Regions from separate parts of the Oryctolagus cuniculus genome. Here region 2 is linked to region 1. Evidence: chromatin contacts called from public Hi-C data. All regions are on one chromosome and are shown on one strand. Each heading gives the region's core, a stretch centred on a gene start, on an enhancer-like site or on the middle of the called end of the contact. The rest is flanking DNA. Distances are from core to core; before and after follow the strand shown.

Region 1 (5,036 bases), core at 1,047-3,546:
GGTGTGCTTCTTAGGGATAAAATGGTATTGGCTGCTTTACGTGGTTGTCCAGAAGAAAAACTGAGGCCACGCATAGAGAGAGCTTGACAGTCAGGACATCCATTGCTGGAACCATCATCCTCAGAGCGGTAGCAGCAGCGGCCTAATGGAGCGATGATGCTTCCAGGAGAGGGTGAAGAAGAGGGACAGAGGTCACCTGGAAGAACATGGTGAGAGACAGCAAAAGAAATGCCTAATGGGGCTTCCCAGAAAACTGCACCAAGCCTTGTCCCTCCCAACCTGCATCACTAGCATTTAGGATTCTTGACATAAAAGCTGTGGTTTACTGAGTAAAGGAAAGGGGCACATTGGCATATTTTTCTTAATCGAAGAAATTATTAATAACTTTGCCATCTGGCCCAGGATTAGATATCAAAACATAAAAATATTATCCAAATTTATTATCCATAGGCCTGGATCAATTGGTTGACCCTGAGTGATAAAGTTAGAAGCAGAGCTGAGTAGTCACCAGCAGGAGGCGCTAGACTGCCAAAGAGTCTATGAGGGTGAGACCAAGGATAGGGATGTTCTGCCTGGGGTTTGCAACTAGAATCAACCTTGGGAAAAATCTATGTATTAAAACTAAGCCATATAATGCCACTGGACTTAAATGTTCATAAGGCTACTGTAGAAGGAAGAGGAAGATGTTAAATCAATCTTTTAAAAACTTATTAATAGGAGATGGAATTTGAATGTCTGAAGGAACATTTTGCAAAGAGTCATTATTATTCACATTATCTTTGTTGAAAGAAACTTCAAAGAGACTCAGCCTTATCAAAAGCGATAACAGTAATTTATCGGCTTCTCTGAAGAAAGGCCTTGGGTGTCTCATTGATGAGCCAGCCTTGGCTAGACTCTTCTCAAGTCTGTCAACTTGAAACACAGCTCTCGACCCGTGGCCTGGATGCCGCCAAGATGAAGCCAAATCTGAACGCAGCATAAACATCCTCTCTTATCCCAAAGTGGCTCTCTTGTAAAACTCCAGCAGAGTGAGGCCTCAGACGCCTCTCTCTCCCTCTCTCTCTCTCTCTCTCTCTCTCTCTCTCTCTCTCAGCTCACAGCACACAGTCCCCTGTTCGCTGCAATGCTCCAGGCTGTTGGAGTCAAAGGCATATCCTAGACACAGCCCGTCAGGTGAGTATCTCCCACCAGGGACTGCCAAGAGTAGCCCCATGGTTTCTGTTTTCAGGGCTCTTCCCTGTCTCTCTTCTCCCTGAGGCCATTTCCCTAGTGGTCATCTCAGCCGGATATGGGAGACTGGAACAGAAAAACCGTTGGAGAAATTCCATTTTGTTGCCCTAAGTGGAGGAGCGCCCTGACACTAAGGGAGTCACCATTCCAGTGGGTGACTCAGCACTGACAGGGTCCTGTGCTCCCTCAGAGGCCTGAGAAGCCTCCTCCCCCCAGCCAGCTGATGACCAGCACACATGTTTCTGGAAATCAGTGTCCATAAATGCCCATGGAGCAGGCGCTGAGCTTTCTGGAGATGAACCTGGTGTGAATGAAGTCGTTGAGTTGAGCAATGGAGGAAAGCGGCTTTTTAAAATCCCCTCTGTAAGGGACCCAGCAGGATACTTGTTCTGGCCTGAGTGGAGCCCTTTTGATTTTTGGGGGTGGTGAGTGGGGCCCAGCAAATTTGGCAAGGAGCACCTCCAGACCAGAGGGGCAGAACAAAGGAGTTGAGTTTTGGTTCCACGCATTGTAATGACCATGAAACAGGTCACTTATGAATGCCCCTCTGAAACTTCATTGGCTCTATGTAAACAGCAAAGACTAACACTACCTCTCCAAAGTAGTCATTCTCCTGTGCAAGGCTCCTTGGCCCTGCCTAACACCAGGCACCTGGCCCTTAGCCTGGCCTAGTCTGACTTCCTCCCCCACCTCCTGGTCCCCACTCACTGCTTCTCAGCCTGGGCTCTCCAGTGTACCCTGAACTCACTCCTCACAGCCCTGCGGCTTTGCAAAGGCCATGCCAGCCCCTGGAAGGCCTCGCCCGCATGTCCCTCCCCTACCCCAAAAAAGAAAACACCCAGGACAGGGAGATCATCCGCTCATGTTCGGAAACTCAGCTCTGACGTCCTTTGTGAGAGAAGCTTGCCTTGCGTGTCCTGCACACAACCCGCACCACACACAGCCGGGGCCCCCTCCTCGAAGTCTTCCGCCAGGTTTCCACGTCCTTTTGGCTCCTCTCGGACCAGGCAGCGGCCCTGGAGAGCCGGGCTCCGCGGGGACAGGAAGGCGGCCCGGCCGGGGGCCCGTGTCACGCTGGGAGTCGGGAAGGGAAATGCCTGGAGGTGCAGTTGCGCTGCGCGGGGGAAGGGCAGGATGTGGCGGGCGGGCGGGCCGCCAAGGAGGCTGTCTGGGGCTGCGGGAGGGAGGGGATGTGCACCGTGGGAGGCACCGGCTGTGGGGGCTGTGGGGGCTGTGGGGCGGAGGACAGTGCAGAACAAGGAGGATTAGGAAACCACCCAGTGCTAGGAAACACCGTGACCCGTGGCGGGGCCCCACTGCCCGGCCCACTGTGCCTCCCGGGCCTGAGTCTGTCCCTGCGAGGGGCAATCACTCTGTGTGTCCTTAGCCGGGGAGCGGGGTGGCCTCGCTGCCCCCAGTCCCTCTCCCGCCTGCTCTCTCGGCGGCTTTCCTGCCTTCCTCTCCCCTGAGGGGTCTCCCCTGCTCTCCTGCCATTTGTCACGTTCCCTCTGGCCGTTTCGGGGACCGTGTGGGCCCCACTGCGCACACCCTCACTCAGGGCTCCTGGCTTTTCCTGCCGTTTGGGTCACTCACTCCGTATTTATTTCCTTATTTGCACCTGTGTTTCCCCATCAGTATCCTTGCTGTTTCCTGGCCACCTCTGGCTCTTCAGTGCTACCTGGTGTTTATCTTTCTGCCACTTCATTCATTTGTTCTGTAGGTGTTTAGTTCTGAGCCCCTACTATATTCTAGATCTGCCCATTTCACAAAGCTGCTAAGGAATAGTCCAGAAGAAGTGTGGGCTGACAGCCTTTTAAAAAAAAATTATTCAAGGCCGGCGCCGCGGCTCACTAGGCTAATCCTCCGCCTAGCGGCGCCGGCACACCGGGTTCTAGTCCCGGTCGGGGCACCGGATTCTGTCCCGGTTGCCCCTCTTCCAGGCCAGCTCTCTGCTGTGGCCAGGGAGTGCAGTGGAGGATGGCCCAGGTGCTTGGGCCCTGCACCCCATGGGAGACCAGGAAAAGCACCTGGCTCCTGGCTCCTGCCATCAGATCAGCGCGGTGCGCCGGCCGCAGCGCGCCGGCCGTGGCGGCCATTGGAGGGTGAACCAACGGCAAAGGAAGACCTTTCTCTCTGTCTCTCTCTCTCTCACTGTCCACTCTGCCTGTCAAAAAAAAAAAAAATTATTCAAAAGGCAGAGTTACAGAGAGAGAGAAAAAGAGAGAGGAAAAGATCTTCCATCTACTGGTTCACTCTCCAGTATGGCCACAAGTGAGCCAAGGCTGCCAACAAGGCCAAAGCCAGGAGCTTGGAACTCCATCCTGGTCTACCACGCCGGTGCAGGGGCCCAAGCACTTGGGCCATCTTCTACTGCTTTCCCAGGCCATCAGCAGGGAGCTAGATCAGAAGTGGAGCAGCCAGGACTCAAACCAGTGCTCATATGGGAAAGCAGGTCCTGGCCAGCTGTGCCCAAGGCAAGAAGTCACAACAGTGTCCTTAGAGACCCTGCAGGGAGGCCCTGTGGGAACAGACAACATATCCGCCCTCTTGAGAGCCAGCCGCAGACAGGCTTGCCCTGTGCTGGCCACCTGCATAAGCCAGGCGCCCAATGCCTTCTTCCCCCTCCCTCTCCCTCTTCCCAGGCTGGGTGAGAATGAGCAGGACCATGGGGACGCTGACCCTCTCTACTGTTGCCACTCTGCCTCTCTGGGAGGGTTGCGCCATCTGGTTTCGTAAGGACTTCTGCACCCATATTAAGAATGACTTGAAAATGAACAGAAACAACAAGGGTTTTACCCACCAGAAAAGATTTTCAAATTTTGCATGGCTTTAGGAAAATATTTGGGGAGATATTAAACTGAAAACCACAAAGGAAAAACTGAATATTATAGGACAGGAACATGGCTCTCAAACTCTGGTCCATATTAGAATTAGCAGGGGTACTTGGCAAGGCCCAGGCCCCCTCCTGGTTCTCCTGGCTTCCGGTGGTTCTAGAACATAGCATGTTTGAAGAACCACTGTTCTAGGACAGCCCTGTCTCATCCTGTTGCAGAGGGCAGACTCTAACACCCCCTCCAGCCCTGCCTGCTGAGCCCCTTTCGTGCCCTTGACCTCCAGCCTCAAGTTCAGTGGACTTTCCCCGGGAGAATCAAGAAGACAGCTAGTCCCGAAAGGCATTCTTCTTGCCACAGCTTTTAAAATATCATTTCCGCCCTCATGCTGATTTCTCTGCATCTCTGGTGGTACATTAAGCCTAAACTTTGCGTGAATAGAACGGAAAGCAATTGGTACCATTGAAAGAGGGAGGTAGACGTCCATAGTTTAAATGTGTCTGGTTTTCCAAAGTAAGCCCTTTGCATAAATGTCACAACTTAGTCAGCAAATCAGAACAACTTGGGAGACCTGCCGCAGGAGTGTCTTTGAAGCTGCATCTGACCATACACCAGTCCTGTGGTCACTTTGTAGGATTAGCCAAGTTTTGCAAATGAGAAAATACAGAAACGTAAACATGAAAAGATTTCCCAAGGTCATGTTGAAGGCGTAGGGGAGAGGATTAGGAGATGAATGCTCTTTCTCTTGGGGCTATTTCTGAGCTACTGGACAACAGAGCTTCCTGAATGCAGATGTTAAACAGGCGTTTGCCTTTAAAATAAGAGCTTAAAAATGTTCTTATTTGGCAGATCTCCTAGGGAAAGGGGATGGGGTCCATCTGAAAGGAAATTAATCACATGAAGTCCTGGAACACCAATCAATTTGCTTTCTCCCTGTGCCTTACTAAAGAGTACTTTAGACTTCATAGAGAGGTT
Region 2 (5,036 bases), core at 1,130-3,629, 240 kb after region 1:
TGTCAACAAGGTTTGGGTTACTGGAACTTGAGGTCTTCAACATTCCACTTGAAAATGGACAGCAGGTGGGGAAGAGGACATGAGATGGGACAAAGAAGGAGGGACTGGGAGGGGAGGGGCAGCTGGTCAGAACTTCCAAGTCGCATCTTTTCTGCGCGCGTGTGTGTGTGTGTGTGTGCGTGTGTGCTGCAGCTGTTCCTTGAACTGACTCAAAACAGGGACAGTAAGGGCCCGCGCGGTTATTTATATTATATATCTATGATAGAATACGCGGGCATCCTCAGTTTGGGTCAGGGCTGTGTTTTAAATGTCAACAACACACCACAATCCTCCAAGCAGGCGTCAGCTCTCCTGGGAACCGCTCTCAGAGCCGCGGCTTCCGAAGCAGGGTCTTGCTGAGGTCCTTGACCTCCTCGGGGCTGTTGACCCGCTCATAGCCCAGCACGGCCATGGGCTGGTAGCAAAACTCCTCCACCTGTTTGATCTGCTGGAAGGTGAGGGCGGTCCGCCAGGCGTTGGCGGCCTGCGTGGCGTTGCGGGCAGACACCACGAAAGGCTTGGAGGAGGAGCCGGAGCCACTGGTCATGTTCAGGGCGAACTGCTCCATTTCGGGGCTCACCAGCAGCCCCACAAAGTCGTACACTCTCCGCAGGGTCTTGACCGGGTCCCCCACTAGGTCCTCGTACCGCACCACCAAGTAGTGGCCCTGCAGCCAGTCGGGGGGCTGCAGGGCGGTCTGCAGCGTCTTGGCCATGCTATTGCAGATGACTTCCATGGCGCCCAGCGCGTGGTAGTCAGCCGGGCCGCCCATGCCCTCCTTCTTGGCGCCCAGCTTATGGCCCGCAGCCTCCAGGAAGGGCACACGGTGGGCTCGCGGGTCCCGGCTGCGCACCACCTGCAGGCTCTCACGGATGAGGCCGTGGCGTGAGCGGATGCGTGAGCTGGCCACTGCCCGGGGGTCACGCACCAGGTGGATGACCTTGAGGTCCAGGGCAGGGTCTCGCAACAGCGGTGCCAACACGGCCACGTCGAAGACGCGCACGCCCTTGATGACCAGCGTGCGGTACTTGCGGCACTCCTCCTCGAAGCGCGCCAGGCGCTGCGGCGGACACTTCTTGCACACGCGGTCGTCCACCAGCCCCACGATCTCCTTGCGGTAGGCGGGGCAGAGGGGCGACGAGCACACCACCTTGTTGGTGGCTGCACCGAAGATGCCCAGCGTGGTGAGGTTGCGCCCCCCGCTGCCCGCGGGGCTATACAGCTGGAAGACCGAGAGGTCGCAGCGGTAGAGAGCGCTCAACATGTCCCGCGCTGCCCCCTGCAGGGAAACGGCGTCCCCCGGGTACAGTTTTTGCCACACGTGCCACACGGGTTCGTAGAGGAAGAACACCTCGGGGTTCTGGTTGAAGAGCTCGCCGAAGAAAGATGAGCCCGAACGCCACGTGGTAAACACGTACACCAGCTGCCGCTTGGCCCCTCCGCCCCCGGCACCCCGAGTGCCATTGCCTGGAGGGGACGCAACCCCTGCCACCCCTGCCCCCGCGGCGGGAGCAGCCCCGACGGCGGCGGCGGGAGAGCGGTGCGGGGTGCGGGGGTCCAAGCGGGTGTGAGCGCGGGGTGGCGCGGCGGGAGGCGGCCCCGGGCGCCCCCAGCCGGCCCCGGAGGCCCCAGCCGCGGCCCCCAGCGGCCGGTCCGGGTTGCACTGCTGCAGCGGCTCCTTGTGCCACTTGTAGTCCAGGAGGTTGAGCATGGTGAGCACCAGCAGCAGCGCATAGCCCGCACACAGCACCAGCGCCTTCCTGCGGAACACCTTCATTCCGAGCGGGGACGCGGGCCAGCGGCGTCCCGGGCGCCGGGGCCACGGCGGGAGCAGGGCGCGCGGCGCGGCGGCGGGCGCAGCCGGGAGCAGCCGGGGGAGCGCGCCCGGAGGCAGAGCTCGCGGCGGGCTACGGCTCATCACAGGCACAGCCCGGGCCGGCGGCGCGGCGGAGGCGGCCCTACAGCCCGGGAGGACGACGCAGCGGGCCGGCTGCGGGCGCCGGGACAGGGGCCGCGGCTCCGAGGCGGGTGCGGCGGCAGCGGCGGCTGGTCCCCGGCGCCCGAGGCTGGCTCTCCCATGGCAGCGGCTCCGGGAAGGACCTGCGAGGGGAAGCGGAGTGAGTGGGTGCGCCCCAACCTCCCTCCCACCGCCTCCTCCTCCTGAGTAACGCCCCTCCTAGGGTGGGCCCGGCTCCCCGCTCACCTGAAGCCGCGGGCGCGCCCCGGAGCGGCCCCGGATCGGGAACGGGCTGTCACTCGTTCCGCGGTGTCTCCGGCGCTCTCTTCGGCAAGGGGTCTCTGAGCCTTCGAGGGGGCCGCGGGGCTCGGAAGCCCTAGCCCTGGACAGAGTTTCCGGGCAGCGGGCGCCCTGCGGCTCGGGAAGGGAAACTTTCACCGGGCCCAGAACCCTGCTTCTCGCTCCGCCGAGCCCGGCGCGTCCCGGCTCCGGCGACGTCTCCTCTGCTCTCTCGGGACCGCAGCTTCCTTCCTCGCTCCGGGAGGCGAAGCAGCCTCAGGGCTGTCGGGGAGGAGGCGGTTTATACGGGACCCAGCTCCCGGCACCGCGGCTCTGCCTCCCTCGCTCTCGGCCTCCGCGCGGCGAATCTTCCCGTGTGTGTGGCGGCAGCGGATGGGGCGCAGCGCGACCCCGCGGTGGCGGCGGCGGCGGCGGCGTGTGCTTCTTCCATCACCGGAGGATGCCCGAGCGGGCAGCGCAGGCAACCCCCGCCGCCCCGCAGCCTCCGACTGGCCCGGGGGAAATCCTGCACACACAGCTCTAGCGGAGGAGCCGGCGCGGCAGCGCTGCCCTGGCCGCCCCGCCCCCGGCACCGGCCGCTTCTGGCCAACGAGGTCTAGAGGTGGAGGAAGCCCCCGCCGCCGCCGCCGCCGCCGCGCAAAAGCGGCGCCCGGGAGGATGCTGCTACCCGACTCCCCCTACGCCGAGCGCCTGCAACGCGCTCGGGCCGGCCTCTGCGCGGCTCCTGCCAGCCGGCGCGGGGTTGGTGCGCGCTGCCGTCTGTCGCTGCGGCTCCTCCCCTTCGCCGCGCTGCCCTCCTCCTCCGCGCGTCCCGCACCGCCCCCCTCGCGGCGCCCGGCTCCCGCTGCCGCCGCCGCCGTCGCCTCGGGGCCGGGGAGCAAAGCCGGGTTACAGCGGCGCCGCTGGGGCCGCCAGCCGAGGGTCCAAGGCATAGATCTCCGTGCGCAAAGCCCAAGCGCGGGCGCGGCAGTGGGAGCGCTCCGGTGCCCGGAGCTACACGAGACTGGGACTCTGCCTGCGGCTGTGGGACTCGGCCCCACGGCTTTGCTCTCGGAAAGAGTTGGTGGTAAAGTTTGGGCAGGAACCCTCCGCTCCGCTTGCCCCTGGCCCGGGATCAACGCGAGCCGCCCCTCTCGGAGCCGAGGACGCGCCGGCTCCCTGGAGCGCTCGGAGGACGCGGAGAGCGGCTCGCGGGCTTGCGACACCCTGTTTGCCCTTTACAGCTGGTCTGAGGCTCCGCCTCGGCGGAGGAAGCAATCAATCTTTCCGACTCCTGGGGCAGGGGCACAGGGGACGCTTCAGTTTTCCGGAGGGGTGTGCCGGCGGGGCGGCCACCCCGCTTTACCGGACGGCTGCGCGGAGCCGCCGGCTTTCTCTGAGTCCCCAGCAGATGCTCGTGGGGGTTTGTGCTCCTAACGTTACGTCCCCCGTGATTGACGTCCCCAGGAACTGGGCGGGGAGGGGGCTCTGTTCTAATTGACACTAAGATAGATCGCTCCCACACACTTCTTGTTTTTAAGAGATCAGATCAAAGAACATGAACCCAAAGGAAAAACCGTTGTTGGAAGCAGAAAGTCGTTTTTTACTGGTTTGGTTGGTCTAAGTACTTTCCTTAGAAAGTACTTAGAGGAAAAAGTCCTCTGCACCGCCAGCCCACCCACCCCACCGTCACCCCCGGTGAACCGAGTTCCACAGCTCCAACTCCATGTGTAAGATGAGGACGAGTGTCAGTTCCCTAGCGCAGCCTGTGGTTGGCTGTGGGCGCGCAGACGGGGAAGCGGGGAACCCAGCCCAGGCCTGCAGGTGCAAGGGTGATGCCAGCGGTCCTGCAGGCCAGGGCCGAAGACGCACTGATGCACTGCGCGGGGCTCCTGGCGAGCGTTTTATGGCCTCCGTCCGCGTAGATTTTTTTAGAAGTTTGACGGAGTTGCAGAAAAATTCTCTTTGTACTGTTTAGGGCATCTTCTCTATCAGTGGACCCTTCTAAATTTAAGACGCGGCAGTTTGTGCCATTGTTATTCAGTGAGCCTTTCAAAATCTGAGTACATGGACTCTTGGAAGGCGACTTAACCCGCGTTCCATGGGTTTTCAACTCGCTTTTCTTGGGTTTAGTTTCAGGGCAGAAAAAAATGTTCAACGAACATTGACTTGGTCCTGTTTTTTGTTGTTTTTGTTTTTGTTTTTGTTTTCTCTCGGTGGTTTTTTTTTTTCCCAGAAAAATGCGTAATGTCACAAGTCGAGTTCCCCTTACTCTTTTTCTCTCTATGGTTCTGATCAAATATAGGAGTGAAGCATTGCTAGGAGACGTTTTATGCAAACTGTAGGGAGTGGGGAGGCAAGTAGAGCTCAAATCTCAAGCGCAGCTTTTCGCCAGCAGTCTGGCACTGCCTCTTGGAGGGGACCAGGCGGGTCGGCAGTCCCCTGTCCCGGTTGAGGGATGAAGGAGGGAGTTTAACTGAATTCCCTCTGGGCCCCTCCCCAACCCTCTTCCCCTGCTGTCTCAAGTCTCCTTGCCCCCTTTTCCCCACAAAAAAAAAAAAAAACTAAAGTTTTACTTGGTGCATGAAAAGAGAGACGAAGCTGGGGAGCAAAGAAAATCTCCATTTTAGTATTCAGGCTGGTTCCAAGAAAAATAATTTCTAACATTTTTTAATTTAAACTTTGGCTTTGTGCTTATCCTGAGAGCACTGAATTGCAGTCGATGTAAAGACTGTTTTTTAACAATTGTTTGTACAGAAAT

What was found. A called contact is a pair of places that touch in the nucleus more often than the background predicts.
Region 2: a contact with region 1 is called in a Hi-C map of an unstated tissue, with 8 times the contacts expected there. The contact joins the promoter of CHST2 here to the enhancer-like site in region 1. A contact is called at or near these places in 2 of 6 Hi-C or Micro-C datasets (skin fibroblasts and an unstated tissue).

What each region holds. Positions count from the first base shown.
Region 1 is chr4:138,485,880-138,490,915 of mOryCun1.1, forward strand. The region is part of intron 14 of SLC9A9 (solute carrier family 9 member A9); the gene reads left to right. Among named protein-coding and RNA genes, the nearest start is that of CHST2, 240 kb to the right of the region's middle. Within about 2 kb of position 2,297, at least 4 of the 8 cell types and tissues checked have an H3K27ac peak or open chromatin away from gene starts, as enhancers often do.
Region 2 is chr4:138,721,950-138,726,985 of mOryCun1.1, forward strand. CHST2 (carbohydrate sulfotransferase 2) reads right to left here and starts at 2,380. Exons shown (of 2, transcript XM_002716579.4): 1 at 2,243-2,380; 2 at 1-2,139. The coding sequence starts at 1,957. The coding sequence ends at 365.